Regions from separate parts of the Sus scrofa genome. Here regions 2 and 3 are each linked to region 1. Evidence: chromatin contacts called from public Hi-C and HiChIP or PLAC-seq data. All regions are on one chromosome and are shown on one strand. Each heading gives the region's core, a stretch centred on a gene start, on an enhancer-like site or on the middle of the called end of the contact. The rest is flanking DNA. Distances are from core to core; before and after follow the strand shown.

Region 1 (4,771 bases), core at 1,458-3,957:
GGGCCCACTGGGGGCCCAGAACTGCATTCATCATGGCAAGTCTCCTGCTTTCCTCAGAGGGTCCACATGCTCCTGGGAGGGTATTTCTTGAATCCTTACTATCTGACCAGCTCTGTGCTGTGTGCTGTGGGGGGCAGACCTACCACATGAGAGCCGGTGCCTCCTTCCCAGCTCCCTCCAGGGGGTTGGGGCAGCCAGGCTGACCAGCCTACCAGCAGAAGGGGACTGGCCTTTGTGTTGCTACCACAATCCCAGGATCCGAAGTGCCTGGATTGAGCTGACGTTTTGCCTTTAGTCCCCCAGTCCTCCTCTAGGACTAGAACTCTCTCTGAAACCCCACTCTTCCAGGCCTAGACAGCTGGCTAATCTCTTGCCACCTCCTCAAATACTCCTGTGTCTTCAGCTGGGGTTCCATTCCAGTCTGGATGGTCACCAGCTTTCCTTGTGCAGCCCAGCTCAGATGCTGGGTATTGCCACTGTCCCACGGGCCCTGCAAGACAGGCAAGACCAGTGCAGACTCATCATTCCCCAGCCCCCTCAACCTACTTGTCTTTGTGTGGCCCTCTCCTGCCGGCCAGGGCACCTCCTCCACTCAGCACCTGCTATAAACCTGATAGCTGAATCATTCCCTCCCCGCCCCACCATCCAGTTAAAATGGATTCTCTCTCTCTCTCTCAAAGCTATTGATCTCTCTCCATTCCCACCTTACAACCTTGGTTCAACCACCCGTATCTGTCTTGCTCCCCATTGCAGACTCAGCACCTAGTATAGGACTTTTCAAGTGCTTGCTCATAATATTTATTGACTCAATGAGTGAAAGTGAGTAAGCTGGTGTAGACCTTCCATGGTGATCTGTCTGATCTCATCTCTCTTCTCACTCTTGGCGCCTGTCCTGAGCTCCTTCTGGTTCCCTGTCTATCTATCTCTTCCAGAAGCCTTCTCTTGTCTTCCCATCTGAATGAGATGGCTGCTCTGTGCCTCAGAGCCCACACCACACACCCAGCCCATTCCTGTGATCATGTATCTCGCTGCCCTAGAATTGCCTGTTACACTGTGCATCAGTTGTTCACACTTGACACTAAGTCCCATGAAGCAGCATCGCTGCTTTATTAGTCACTGTCTTCCTAGCACTCTGCATACAGGAGGTGCTCCTTAAGTATTTGTGGATTAGTGAGTTCCCGTCATGGCGCAGCAGAAACGAATCCAACTAGGAACCATGAGGTTGTGGGTTTAATCCCTGGCCTTGCTCAGTGAGTTAAGGATCCTGCGTTGCCATGAGCTGTGGTGTAGGTCGTACACGTGGCTCAAATCCTGCATTGCTGTGGACTAAATGAAGATCTAGAAATTACTGCTTCTCCACCTAACCCCTTGCACCCTCACATCTCCCCCAGCCCCCAACCCCATCCATCTGGGGTTTGGCACTGGTCACTCTGACGTGCAGGGAAGTCCTCCCCTGGAAGCGTGTATCTGGGTGCTAGCATCGCCCCTCCCGGTTCTTGTCTGATATTGGGGTGCTTTGTTCAGTGACCTGACCTGCACAGTAAGCAGGATGTGCTTCGCTGGTTCTGACCTCCCAGAGTCTCTCTGATGTCCCCATCTGGCATTTTCTGACTGGGTCTCCTATAGTGTTGGTGCTGGGTTGATCCCCTCACTGGACTGTGAGTCCCCCAGGCAGGGGCGGCATCTAATTCATGTCTGGCTACCCTCCCCCATCTCCACAGCCCCCCGGAATAAGGGCTTATTTGTACACAGTGGGTTCCCAGGTAAAGGCAGACGGCTCCCTTGGGTGGACAAGAAGCTGGAGAGGTTCAGGGTTTGCTCTGGGAATTGGGGCGACTGGAGGGAAGCCCAGAAGGTATGGCAGGGAGCTATTTCTCACCAGGAGTGTGGGTGAAGGAGGAGACAGCGGGGCAGGAAGAGCAGCGGAGCGCGAGGTGCAGGGCAGGAGACGAGAGAGCAGAGTCCCCGGCCTCAGTGCCCGGTTAGTCATGCCCAAGGTCCCCAGCCAGCCAGCCAGGCAGGTGCCCACGGAGCTGTGCCTGTGGGAGTTGTGAGCACGTGCCTCTCGTCGACCCCAGGGACCTCACTCGCCCAGCGTGATGTAAAGGGCCTCACACCCTCCTCATCGAAGAATCAAGTCAGCGAAGTGTTGTATGTCTCCTGCGGAAAGGCTGTGAAGCAAAGGTTAGCGATCTTCACCGCAATCGCCACCGCCCCCCGCTTACTGCTTCTCACATCTGTTTACCCGGTGTTCACCTTTGTTATCTCATCTGATCACCACAGCTGCCGTTATTTACACTTCGTAGTTGAAGACACTGAAGTTCAGAGAGGTTGAAGGGCTAACCCAAGGTCACACAGTCAGCCTTTCGGGGGTGGTGGTTGTGGTGATGCTATGGACTGAAAAACCCGCTCTGAAAATCCTCTTAAATGGCGTGGGCAGGCACACAGCCCAAGTCTGGCTGTGCACACGTGTCAGTGGGCCTGATCTGATTTTCCCCCGTGTCTATCCATGCCTTCGCATGTCTGGGGGGCCCGTGGATGATTCAGGGCGTGCCTTTGCAGGTGCTGATGGGTGGAACCGCGTGGGGGCGCATCCTTGGGGTCGCAGGCGTGCATGTGGGCTGGCCTCGTACACCCGCTGCACACAGGCACTCGCCCCCTTCTCAGATGTCTTGGCTGTGGGTTTGACAACTGAAACCCAGCTGCGCTCTGGCCAGGAAACATCCGCTGTGGAAACCTAGGAGGAGCTGACAGTCCCTAAAGAGGGGTTCCACATGCTGCCAGCAAGCGCTCCTGGCGCACTGCCTAATTCCTTGCAAATGCTCCTTAAATCTGTTTCTAATTTGGACTCTGCCTTCCCCTGCCCCCACCCAACCCTCCCCACTCTCCCACCTTGCCTCAAACCAGTCAAATTATGCTGAATAATGGCTGTGGAGGGGGAGAGTGCTAAAGGTCGCCAGTGGGCTGTTGGAGGGTGTAATAATGTCACATTTTAATTTACGTGGGGAACGGTGTGGGGATCAAAACCAATAAATTTGAGCTGTACTCGCAACCCCAGCCAACGGTAACTCTTGAAGGTCATGCCACTTCCAGGGAAGAAATCGCTAACTGTCCCACCCCGCAGTCCACCGTGCTGGAGAAAACTCATGTGCGTACGCACAGATGCAAAACACAGCATCTTCTGTCTGTAAGGGGATGTGGATTTGGAGATTTGCAGCATCAGCAAGAATCTCTCCAGTTGTTGGAGTATCACCCAGATGTTCAGGGTATTAAGATTCTAAAACAAAATATGTCTTCCATATATTTCGCAGCCCTGTGAAATATTCAACACCAGGGTGACTCAGATCCATGGGAAAGTGTATACAAAGCAGAACGAGAAGAGTCAAAAGCAGAGTTGTATGCACACATTGATGGCAGCTCTGAAAGCTTATTTACATGCGAGAAAGGTGGGGAGGGGGCCCCTGGAAGACATCTGTTGGAACTGTGTTTGTGTTGAGGGGCTGGGGATGTGCCTTGAGGCGCCGTTGTTTTACTAATTAATGGGGTCTTAAAATATGAATTCTCGGAAGGCAGAAGTTTTGCTCTACTGATCCCTTTTGGTCCACTTGGAATCCAGAGATTGAGGAGTCTAGAGATAGTTCTCACCTGTGCTCTGTGGCCAGGTAGCCCGGGGAGCCAGGAGCAGGAGGAAGCCATGAGTTATCAGTATCTGGAGGCCTTTGCAAGGGAGGCCATGGTCACGGTGATCTGGTGCGAGCCCCGCCCCCTCCCTGAGAGTCTGCAACTGGCGTGTGCTCCAGGGGCTGCTGAGGGGGCCTGGCGTGCTGCCCATCCCTCAGCTGGCTCTGCAACCGAGGGAAGGTGGGGTTTGCAGTCCTGGGGGCCACCGCGGGGAAGCCGTGAGGCTGTCAAGGCTCCAGAGCACACGCTGCTCCATCTGGTTGGAAAGGAAGTGGGAGGGGGAGAAGCTGCTCTGGGTTGAACGACACCCTGAGGACTTGTGCTCCCTCCTCTCCACCACACACCAGACAGCGGCCACCAGGCTGCCTTGGGAAGAAAGAGGAGGAGGGGGCTGCACATCTGCCCCAGGGCCTGTCTCTGGTTTCATCCTGCGCTGCAGTTCCCTTTCATATCCTTTTCCTTTTCAAACGGTTACCATTTACTTAGTTGTCTGTGTGTGATGCTAGGGACCTCGCGTATGCCCAAAGCCTCCTTTCAGCCTCAGAATGTACCTGCAAGGTGAGTGCGGCAGAGATGGCTCGCCTTCAACTGGAAGTCCCTACTTCCCTGTCTTTAGGGTTAAGTCATTGCTAGGAAGTAGCTGCTCATCCAGGGACCACATTTCCCAACCCCCTTTATAGCGAGTTGTAGCTGGAGGACTGGGTTCTGACCAACGGGTTGTGAACAGAAATGAGTTGCTCCGCTACAGAGCCTGGCCCATAAAAAACTCCCAGGAAGCTCTCTCCAAACTCGATCCGCTTCTGCCCAGATGGACTGGGGGACAACCTTCAAGATGACCACAGAGCGTAAAATGACAAAACATCTATCAGCCTGGGGGTCTGAATGCCTGTGTGAAGAGAGACTGAGTAGCCAGTCTGTTCCCTGCCCAGTCCTGAGCAAAAGTAAATGTGTATCTTACTGTTTTCAAACCATTGCACTACTAGGGGCCTGTTTGTCATAGCAGTGAACCTACCGTAAGTACTTAATTAGGAATTTTTGCTCCCATTTTACAGGTGAGGAAACTGAGACTCAGAGGAAAATAAATTGCCCA
Region 2 (4,611 bases), core at 2,030-4,529, 88 kb after region 1:
TATGCCACAGATGTGGCCCCAAAAAGAAAAAAACAAACAAAAACAAAAACCCAAGCCACACTCGTTATCAGTTCCTTAGGAAAGAGGATTCAGAGATAGATACCACAGTCAGTAATTATACCTTTTTTTTAGAAGTATAGTATATAAGTATCTTGAAAGATAAGTGTTTAAGTAACTTGAGAGAAAGGAAGAGAAATATAAGCCCATCATGCTTATATAGTTTCTCAGTCAGCAGAGAGAAGACTAAGACAAGGGAGTAGGAAAGACAAGCTTCCTGGAAGAGATGACATTTATCGGTAAAGTTCTAAGTAGGGTGTAGATAAAGCAGAAGTTTTCAGCACCTAGAGAAGAGGAAGTCTGTTCAGCACAAATTCCAATTAGCTTGTAAGAAAAGGTGCATGAAGAGAATGGCTTGGGAGTTTCCGTCGTGGCGCAGTGGAAACGAATCCAACTAGGAACCATGAGGTTGCGGGTTCAATCCCTGGCCTCACTCAGTGGGTTAAGGATCCTACGCCACCTGTGAGCTGTGGTGTAGGCCACAGACGCAGCTGGGATCTGGCATTGCTGTGGCTGTGGTGTAGGCTGGCAGCAACAGCTCCAATTAGACCCCTAGCCTGGCGACCTCCATATGCGGCAGGTGTGGCCCTAAAAAGACAAAAAAGAAAATAGCTTGTGTTGATGTTGCAGAGGGCCTTGGAAGTTGAAGAGGTTGTGCTTAATTCTCTAGGCAAGGAGGAACCATGACGATTTTTTTCTGAGAGGGTTTTAAGAGGGAGAAGATCAGGAGTTCCCATTGTGGCTCAGTGGTTAATGAATCCGACTAGGAACCATGAGGTTGCAGGTTTGATCCCTGGCCTCACTCAGTGGGTTAAGGATCTGGCATTGCCGTGAGCTGTGCTGTAGATCGCAGATGCGGCTCGGATCCTGCATTGCTGTGGCTATGGTGTAGTCCGGCAGCTCCGATTTGATCCCTAGCTTGGGAACTTCCATATGCCGGGGGGGGGGGGGGGCAGCCCTAAAAAGACCCACAATAAACATACACACACACAAAGAGGGAGAGGACCAGAGTTCTGCTGTGGTGCAATGGGATTGGAGGCTTCTTGGAAGTGCTGGGACAAAGGTTCAACCCCCAGCCTGGTACAGTGGGTTAAGGATCTGGAGTTGCTGCAGCTGCAGCTGAGGCCTTGACTGCAGCTCAGACTTGGGCTGAGAGAACTCCGTGTGCCGCAGGGCAGCCAAAAAAGGAAAAAAAAAAAAAAAGGATTATTTTGGCAGATGAACCAAGAGCACTAATGTGAGCACTTAATTCTCACAGCTTTCACAGATCCACCCACATCTCACCTGCTTGCTACCGGAGTCAGGAAGAGAAGGGAGGGCTAGGACTTGGGGGAGAGGGTGATTGGCAGCAGGGCTTTAATTTCAATGGAATGTTTTCATGGGCATCGCCTTTCCCTTCCTGGAGGGGTGGATGAGTGGAGTTTCCTTGGGAGTGTTTTTCTTGGGCGCTTTCATTGGGTTTCAACTAAAAACACAGGATATTGGTATGGATCTTCATGGTTTAGGTTGACTTGCAGTCCGCCTCCCAAACTTCCTTGAGGTTAGGTTTTATCTACCCCTTCTCACCATTCAATTGCCTACCAGATATAAATCTATGAAGAATGCCACGCTGGAAAGGGCCTCCAAGACCATGTGAACCATCCTTATCTTCTTTCTCCCTTTGTTCTGTAAAGAAATGAAAGGGAGAGAGTAACTCAATTCTAATAACACAAATCTGATTGCACCGTTTACCTCTATACAACCCTCCACTGGCAGCCTAAGACCTTAGCTAGAGCGACCCGACAGCCTGGTTTGCCCAGAATAGTCCAAGTTCTTGCTCCTTGCCCTGGTCCAGTTATTCATAGTGACCCCTTTCACTCCCCAAACTGAAGCAGTTTGGATGATAGATTAAATGATCCTCCCAAGTAACGCTTTCCAACATAGGGGCCCTGGTGTAGAGACAGACGTGGGAGTGGGGGGAGTCTCAGAGTTACGGGGAGGGTGTGTGTAAGCCCATCATGCTTGTATAGATTCTCAGTCAGCAGAGAGAAGAGTAAGACTATTACAGTTTAAGGTCCCAAGAAGGTCAAAGTTCAGCATAGGAATCCCTAGAAAACACTGGGATATAATGTCTTTATGTATGTATGTATGTATGTATTGGGCTGCCCTGTGGCATATGGAATTACCCGGCCAGGGATTAGATCCCAGCTGCAGTTGTGACCTATGTCCCAGCTATTGCAACGCTGGATCCGGGCCAGGGATCGAACCTGCATCCTGGTCCTGCAGAGACGTTGCCAATCCCGTTGCACCACAGCGGGAACTCCAACATAATGACCTACAGGATCCAATCCTCCCCATCCAGCCCCTCGTCCCCCGCCCTCCCCCCATCTCCTAGCACCCTGCCTCCCTGATTTCCATGCTGTTTCAGGGCTCTCTGCTTTTGAACACGTTTTCCTACTAAGGAAGGAAAGCTCTCTGCCATCAGCACCACCCCTCACCACCCCTCTTATCAGGCTAATGAAATCCCACCCTTCCATCAATGCTCAGAGCCTTCAGCCTCCTGTCCCCACACCCCCACGGGGCAGAGCTGAACCCTCTCTTCCTCCTCTGAGCCTTCTTGTGCGCTCTCTTCTGTCCTGCTGGCCCTTAACACTCTGTATTGGCTGTATTTGTTTATGAGCTTGTCTCTCTCCTGGACCGTGAGCAGCTTAAGGGCACAGTGGCCAGCACCTGGCGGGGAGAGGGGGGCCGAGGGGACACGGGCAGTGTGTGTCAAGCACATTCATTCAATACACATGTATTGAGCATTAACTTTATTCCAAAACTTTATTCCCCACTACATTGTAGGGGACCCAGTAGCGCACAAAGCCATGTCCCTGTCCCGGGGCATCCCCGCCCAGTTAGGAATCAGTGTGGTGTAGTGTGAGCTTGGGGGCCAGTCTGTGCACTGTGTGTGTGTGTGTGTGTGTGTGTGTGTGTGTGTGTGTACGTGTACACATGCGTCTGTGACAGCTCCAGGAGGTTTCCTGGAACCTTGGGTTCTTCTCAGGAAACCAAAACACTTCAGAAAAAGTCAGGCTTTTTCCATGAAGCTTCTTTATGAATTAAGCTGCATAAATCTCCGATCTATTTAAAAACAGGGAAAGGGAAGTCTGCAGAGACAAAAATAACTTTCTCAAGGTCAGTGAGTTGCGAGCTTAGTCCCTTGGGAGAGAAGCCTTGTGCCTTGGACCTGGCTGAGCCTAGGCCGAGGGGTGGCTGTGAGCACGCCTGCCTGTTCCTCTGGGAGGTAGGGGCTCCCCACAGTGCAGCCTCTGTGAGGCAGGCTGTGTGGGTGCCTGTCACCAGGCAGGGGCCCTTCCCGGGAGCTGGTCCAAGGCCACAGAGGCTGAGCAGAAGCCCGTGTGCTGTTTCTGGCGTGGAGGGCTCTGTTCTCAGTGGCGTCTGTGCACAGTTCCTGGAGTGGGGGTAAGACTTATGGCAGGTCCCGAGGGGCTTGGCAGAAGATAATGCAAACCACGGAAGCAACAGAAGATGGGGGGGGGGGCTGAGGGGAAGGGAGGATGAAAGAGAGATCAAGATATTGAGAGTCTCAGCCTGAGCCCTGAGATCCAGCTGTGGGACAGGAACCGGCGTCCAGCTTTGTGCTCTCAGAATACCATATCAGTCTCATGTCCTGTGTCTTTCTCTCTCCATACCCACCACCCCGCTCTTTCACCCCAATTCGCTGCTGCCTTTAAACAACCTTCCTCACCCCAACTCAGAGATTTTTTGTTTTTTTCTTCTCTCACTCAGAGGTTGGGACAATTCCAGGCAGCCCTGGGTCCCCTTCAAGATTTCCTCTTCCCGCCTTCACCACCTCCTTAACTGTACCCAGGGACACTCTTCAGAACTAAGAAGACTAGCCTCCCACAGGACAGAAGGAAAGGGGACCAATCCTACAGAAGGGTCACTGTCCAGACCCACAGGCCCAGGCTGGCCACTCTGTCCATGGCCCGGGGGGAGGGGAGGTAAGAGGGAGCTCCCTGACTCCCTTGAGGTGGGTGACCTCCAGGTCTGAGCCTACACTGGATTCCATAACAGCCTCCCCCAGCTCAAAGAAATACAGAGCCACAGGGAGAGGAGAGAAGCTGACCCGGAGGTGGCAGGGAAATGCCTGCTGCTGTCAGGTCACCTGAAACCCAAAATCCAGTCACTCAGCTACTCACATTGTATGCACCTATTGACTCTCATTCAAGGGGGGGCAGGCCTCTGGGGAGGGCAATTCAGGGGATTTGGGGCTCCAAGTTGGAGGAACCCCAGGACCACATCATTCAAAGCTCCCATTTTACAGATAAAGAAACTGGAGTTCAGTGAGGGCAGGTGACATCGCCAAGGTGACCAGGAGTTGGAGCAGTGCCCATCTCCAGGTCAGCTTTGGGCTCCACCAGGCCCCCTCCAGGGAATTTAAAGAGGCAGCTTTTCCTGGACAAGGATTGACTCAGGGCCGTGACTCATTAGCACATGAAACCAGTCAGACCTGGTCCTTCTCTGCCTTCCCACTGGAAATCACACCCAGCCCTGGAGCCTCTTCTA
Region 3 (4,748 bases), core at 1,666-4,165, 110 kb after region 1:
GTCTGGTGTTAATCATCTGGACTCAGGCTCCACTTGGGAGTCTAACTAGCTGTTCCTTGGCAGAAGGAATCTGTTGACCTTCTCAGCTTGCTTGAAGAGGGTGCAGAGAGGCATTTCAAACCTTTAGCTGCTGGTACAGGGAATGTCTTGCTGTACCTAAGGGTTGACTACTTAAAGGGAGACTCCAACCCCTGAAGGCTGGAGGCCACAGTTATTAAGAGTGTTTTACCTGGGATGTTGGTCAGCTACCCCTGCGCAGTAGCACTGGAGGAGCCACCTGCAAATGTGCAGTGAACAATAGTCCTGGGTTGATTAACTTCAGGAATTCAGCCCACAACAACCTTCCTCGGGAGCTAGTATGAGAACCAGGACTGAATGACTTACCAACTGCAACTAAAGAAGTTTTTCAAGTCCTTGAAGAGACTGACTGACCACAAACTGATCAGAGAAGCCGTATCAGATGAGTTCTTGAAAATTAAATGGACTGTTAGTCCAAGGAGGACTGGTAAAAGGTTTGATGGATTTAAAAAGTGTTCTTTTAATAACAAAAATAGCCAATTCCTGAAATCTCAGATTACGTTATCCAAATTCTTCCCAAGACTTTCCTTTTTCACATATTCTGAAATAATCAGTTCTAAGACATAAAAGCCTTGACTCTTTTTCTTTTATTATATTTTCTCAAATAAACTTCCCCAAAGGAAGATATTTTAAGAGCATTTTCAAACATCTTTGGCATCACATAAAAAAGAAATCTCGTGTAAAAAACGAAATGTCATCTGAACTTTTATAATACAAAGGCGCAATCCAATATGAACATATAAAATATGTACAAATATAGTGCATGGTCAGTCACTTAATACATTTCTCTACAAAAAAAGTAACTTTAGAAATTAAAAAAAACCCCAAAGTAACCAGTTAATCACAAAAGTCCTCTCCCCTCTCCCAGAGTCCAAGTTCCTGTTTAGTGTCCCAAGGGAAGAGAGGTGGGCTGGGGAGTTTGGGGGGAGGGGTGGCTTGAGCCCCTCAGTTCCGCCAAGGCCTCCACATGGAGTCCGCCGTGAGCGAGGGGCCGCTGGAAGGCGACACTGCGTTGGGGCCCACGGAGGTCCCGCTGTTGCTGGTGTAGACTGGGATGACCGGGCCGCTGTGAGCGAAGGCCCCGTTGGGGATGAGGAAGGCAAACTGGCCATCGGGAGCCGGGACCACCTGGAAGCCGCCGAATACCTTTGCCGCCTCTCCAGCCGGGCTGCCCAGCTTGCAGGGCGCGCCGCCGGGAGGGGGCGCCGCACCCCCGGGGATGGGCACCAGTGGCGGTGGCGGCGCGAACGGCGCGTGCTGCGGACCTCCGGGTCCTGGCGGGGGCGGTGGCGGCGCCTGCAAGGCTGGGTGCGGCTGCCCAGGGTAGGTCATGGCGTTGATCTGGGTCATGCAGTTGGCCAGGTGGCCGAGCAGCCGGGTGCGCACCTCGGTGTTAACGCCCTCGCACGTGGACAGGAAGCGGGTCACCTCGTTCATGCACTCACTGAAGCCGGCGCGGTACTTCCCCAGCACGCTCGGGTCTGTGCTTAGCGCGGCTGCGGGCCAGGAGACAGACGGGTCACCGAACGTCCCTGGCCCCGAGGCCACCTCCTCCGCCCTGGGAGGTCCCCGCAGTGCGCCTCCCTGACCACCCGCCCGTAGAACTGCCTCTGGCTACTAGGATGGGCTTAGGAAAAAACAATCGCTTCTCCATCCTAGCTTGGCGACCAAAGCCGAGACGCTCCCTCTCTGCTCTCAGTCGCTCCATTTAAACCGATCTCAACCTCAGATCTGCCTCCCCCTAACCCCCGCGCGATTTGACCTTGGATAATGCCCTTCCCCCCTTCTCCACCACCAAGCCTTATTTTTCCTTCTGTAGTGGAGTGCTAAACCAGATGACCCCAGGCTCCGCGCAGCTTAAAGACCGCCACGCTTCTAAGTCTTTTCGCCCCCACCCGCTTCCCCCTGGCCAAGCCGCCCGCCGCCCTCGCCACTACAACCTCTCTCCCTCCCTTTCCGGAACAGTAACAACTTGGAGTTGTGGCTATAAATAAGCCCCAGACCGTGGGAACGCAAGAATGAGCCAAGGCAGTAAAATGTAGCTGAATGCCTCTCACAACCACGGGCGGAAGTCTGGAAGAAATCACCGCGGGGCGAGAGGGACGCCCGCAGAGGGGGACGCGGCCAGCCGCCCTCACCCGTCATCTGCGCCCGCTGCAGGTTCCGGAGGTGCTTCACTGTCATTTCCAGAATGTCCGCCTTCTCCAGCTTGGAATGCCTCGAGCTCTGCACAGAAAAGGAGGCAAGGGAGGAACGTGAGAGACTGCCAGCGGCCTCGGAGTGCTGGGGGTGGGGGGTCCCTCCTCTCCGCCGCGTCGCCAACATCCCCCAGACCCCGGGTAGAGTAGACCCAGCCCTCCCGCCTAAGGGAACGCAGTGCAGGCGGGGGAGATCTCGCTGACAAAGGGGTTTGGTTCTTAATACCAAAGAAATAGTATTTCAATTTTTTTAATTAAAAAAGGCAATATTACCCACTTACATCTTTTTTAAGAGCATCCAAAATCAGTGTTTTCAGCTGGCTCAGACTTTCATTTATTCTTGCTCTTCGTCTTTTCTCCATGATGGGCTTTGATGACTGTAAAAGGGGAGGGGGGAGGAAAAAGAGCCCTGAGTTCCCATGAGACTTGACATTTCACCCCAGGGTTTAAAGGGAGAAAGGAGCCCCCACCCATCCCGACTTAATCTCTTAGGGGCTGTGGAGAGATACAGGTATTGCCCTTACCTTTCTGTGCTCAGATGCTGTCTTTGGTTTATCCGGTGTCGTGTTGACACTGGCTGGGGTAGCAGCCACCGGGGACGAGGAATTTTTCTCCATTATATCAGCTGGCATTTTCTGTTTTTTTTTTTTTTTTTTTTTTTTTAATCCCTAGAGAATTTTATTTTTGGAGTTCTTCACACCAAAAAAAATTGTTTTGTTTATGTCTCTTTTACTTGAGACTTTCGCAAAGCTACTGAGCAAGTGCTGAAGGTTTATTATATCTTATGGCTACTTGGTGATCGGTAGCGCAATTCCAGGACCAAGGAGAGAGGTAGACGGGGGATTCCGCTGTTATCAGCACCAGCTCCCGGATCCAGTGTGATCCTCAGGCCCTGGCGGCCTCTATATATATCTGGGACTGCACGCGAACGGCTCGTGTGAAACTTCCCAAACTTTCTTTCCCACAGTAACTTTCAGCCAATGGGAGGAGGAGACACGCGGCACCGCTCGTGGACCGCGCCCCCCCATTGGCCGCCAGGCACAAGGCCTGGCGGCCAATGGCGCGCGCCTGAGCCCGGGGCACCAGAGGCTACAACGTCAATCAAAAGGATTTTAACCCTTTGTTACTCTCCCTACTGGGCTTTGCTTTAGAGAGGATTTTTCTGCATTGGGTTTGATCTACTCTAGTTTATTTCTTTGGAGGCTGGGGTCTTTGCTGCTTATTTCCATTCGCGTGTAATAGAGCTGCTTTGACACTAATAAGTTCACTTGAAATATATTTTTAAAAAGGTTTAGAAGGACAGGGATAAAAGATTATAATTGCATGGTTAAAAGAAAAAGGGGGAACATGTGCAAGGGTGTGACTTACAGAAACATCTAAGTGATTTCCCGCTCAGACTCCGCACATTCCGGGGGTGGGGGGTGAAAGTCGACCATGCAGAAAAAGGACAAAATTCCTTTCTGCATGCAGAAAAGGAAAAAGTGCCTCCATCTTACTTACATTTGCAGGTTTTTCAGAGCAAAGTGGTTTTTGATCCCCGCCCTCCACCCCTACCCCAGCCTGTCTCTCATTTCTGTTACGGAGTTGAGGCCTTGAACCTAGCGCTTCCCCAGGAAACAATCAGAATAATTTCCAACTGAGCAGAAAGGAAATGGAATTTCAAATGAAAGATGAACAAGGAGGGCTTTGATGGCAATGCCTCAGGGACGCGCGCGCGTCCTGGCCACCCTTTCCCTTTCCACCCGTGGGCTCTCAGTTTTGCTGCACATAGAGGTGGCGAGCCGAGTGGCAGCCGCTCCCTCCTTCTCGCCCCGCGAGCGACCAGGGCAACCTCGACACCCGTCGCGCGCGGGCCCTTTAAGAGCTACACCAGCCGAGCTGCAGTTTGACATCAGCCGGCCGGCGAGGGCGCGCCTGGAGCCGAAGCACGTGCCAGGATGTTTTATTGCCGCCGCGGCTGCGGCCGGGCCGGGAGGATGTGTGTGTGCGTGCGTGTGTGAGTGTGTGTGCGCGCGCCCCGGGGGCAGGGAGGCGGGGGGCGGCGGCGGGCGGCGGAGCGCGGGGGCTGGTTCCTGGTCCCCGGGAGAAGCCAAGAAGGTAAATAGCAGCTGCTGTGCTCGAGCCTGGGAAAACCCCGCCCCCAGCGCCTGGCCGGGGCTCATTGGCGCGCGCTGCGTGTGGGGTGTGTGTGTGTGTGTGTGTGTGTGTGTGTGTGTGTGTGTGTCCGGGGCCCCCCCTCCTCCGGCCCCCGCCGGGCCAGGAATCCGAGGGGGCGGCGGGCGGGGAGCCGAGCCCCGGCGCTTACCACCCGCCCCCCCCACACCTCCCCCGGGCCAAGGTCAGCCCTTCCGGGCGGGGAGCGCACGCCCTGGGGTGGAGAGTGGGGGATTATTCCAACCCCCCCTCCACCCTTGATTTCGGGCTTGGGGTTTTAACTCTGCCCAGGGCCTCACTAGCAACAGCCCGGGGGAG

Evidence for each region. A called contact is a pair of places that touch in the nucleus more often than the background predicts. HiChIP or PLAC-seq counts read pairs in DNA pulled down with a chosen protein or histone mark.
Region 2: a Hi-C map of skeletal muscle shows a contact between it and region 1, with 4 times the contacts expected there. The contact joins two enhancer-like sites. A contact is called at or near these places in 6 of 47 Hi-C or Micro-C datasets (embryonic fibroblasts, fetal skeletal muscle, heart right ventricle and 2 more) and 2 of 2 datasets of contacts at active chromatin or transcription factors (alveolar macrophages and skeletal muscle).
Region 3: an H3K27ac HiChIP or PLAC-seq map of skeletal muscle shows a contact between it and region 1. The contact joins the promoter of HES1 here to the enhancer-like site in region 1. A contact is called at or near these places in 5 of 47 Hi-C or Micro-C datasets (alveolar macrophages, embryonic fibroblasts, fetal skeletal muscle and 2 more) and 2 of 2 datasets of contacts at active chromatin or transcription factors (alveolar macrophages and skeletal muscle).

What each region holds. Positions count from the first base shown.
Region 1 is chr13:131,244,712-131,249,482 of Sscrofa11.1, reverse strand. The region is part of intron 1 of LOC110256390 (a long non-coding RNA gene); the gene reads left to right. Among named protein-coding and RNA genes, the nearest start is that of CPN2, 91 kb to the left of the region's middle. Within about 2 kb of position 2,707, at least 7 of the 83 cell types and tissues checked have an H3K27ac peak or open chromatin away from gene starts, as enhancers often do. A contact at or near this core is called in skeletal muscle, where this site is marked.
Region 2 is chr13:131,157,664-131,162,274 of Sscrofa11.1, reverse strand. No RefSeq gene overlaps it. Among named protein-coding and RNA genes, the nearest start is that of HES1, 24 kb to the right of the region's middle. Within about 2 kb of position 3,279, at least 28 of the 83 cell types and tissues checked have an H3K27ac peak or open chromatin away from gene starts, as enhancers often do. A contact at or near this core is called in skeletal muscle, where this site is marked.
Region 3 is chr13:131,134,137-131,138,884 of Sscrofa11.1, reverse strand. It overlaps HES1 (hes family bHLH transcription factor 1), which reads right to left and starts at 2,915. Exons shown (of 4, transcript NM_001195231.1): 1 at 2,801-2,915; 2 at 2,558-2,653; 3 at 2,217-2,304; 4 at 1,020-1,574. The coding sequence starts at 2,908. The coding sequence ends at 1,024. LOC102164131 (a long non-coding RNA gene) reads left to right here and starts at 3,306. Exons shown (of 8, transcript XR_002337825.1): 1 at 3,306-4,373.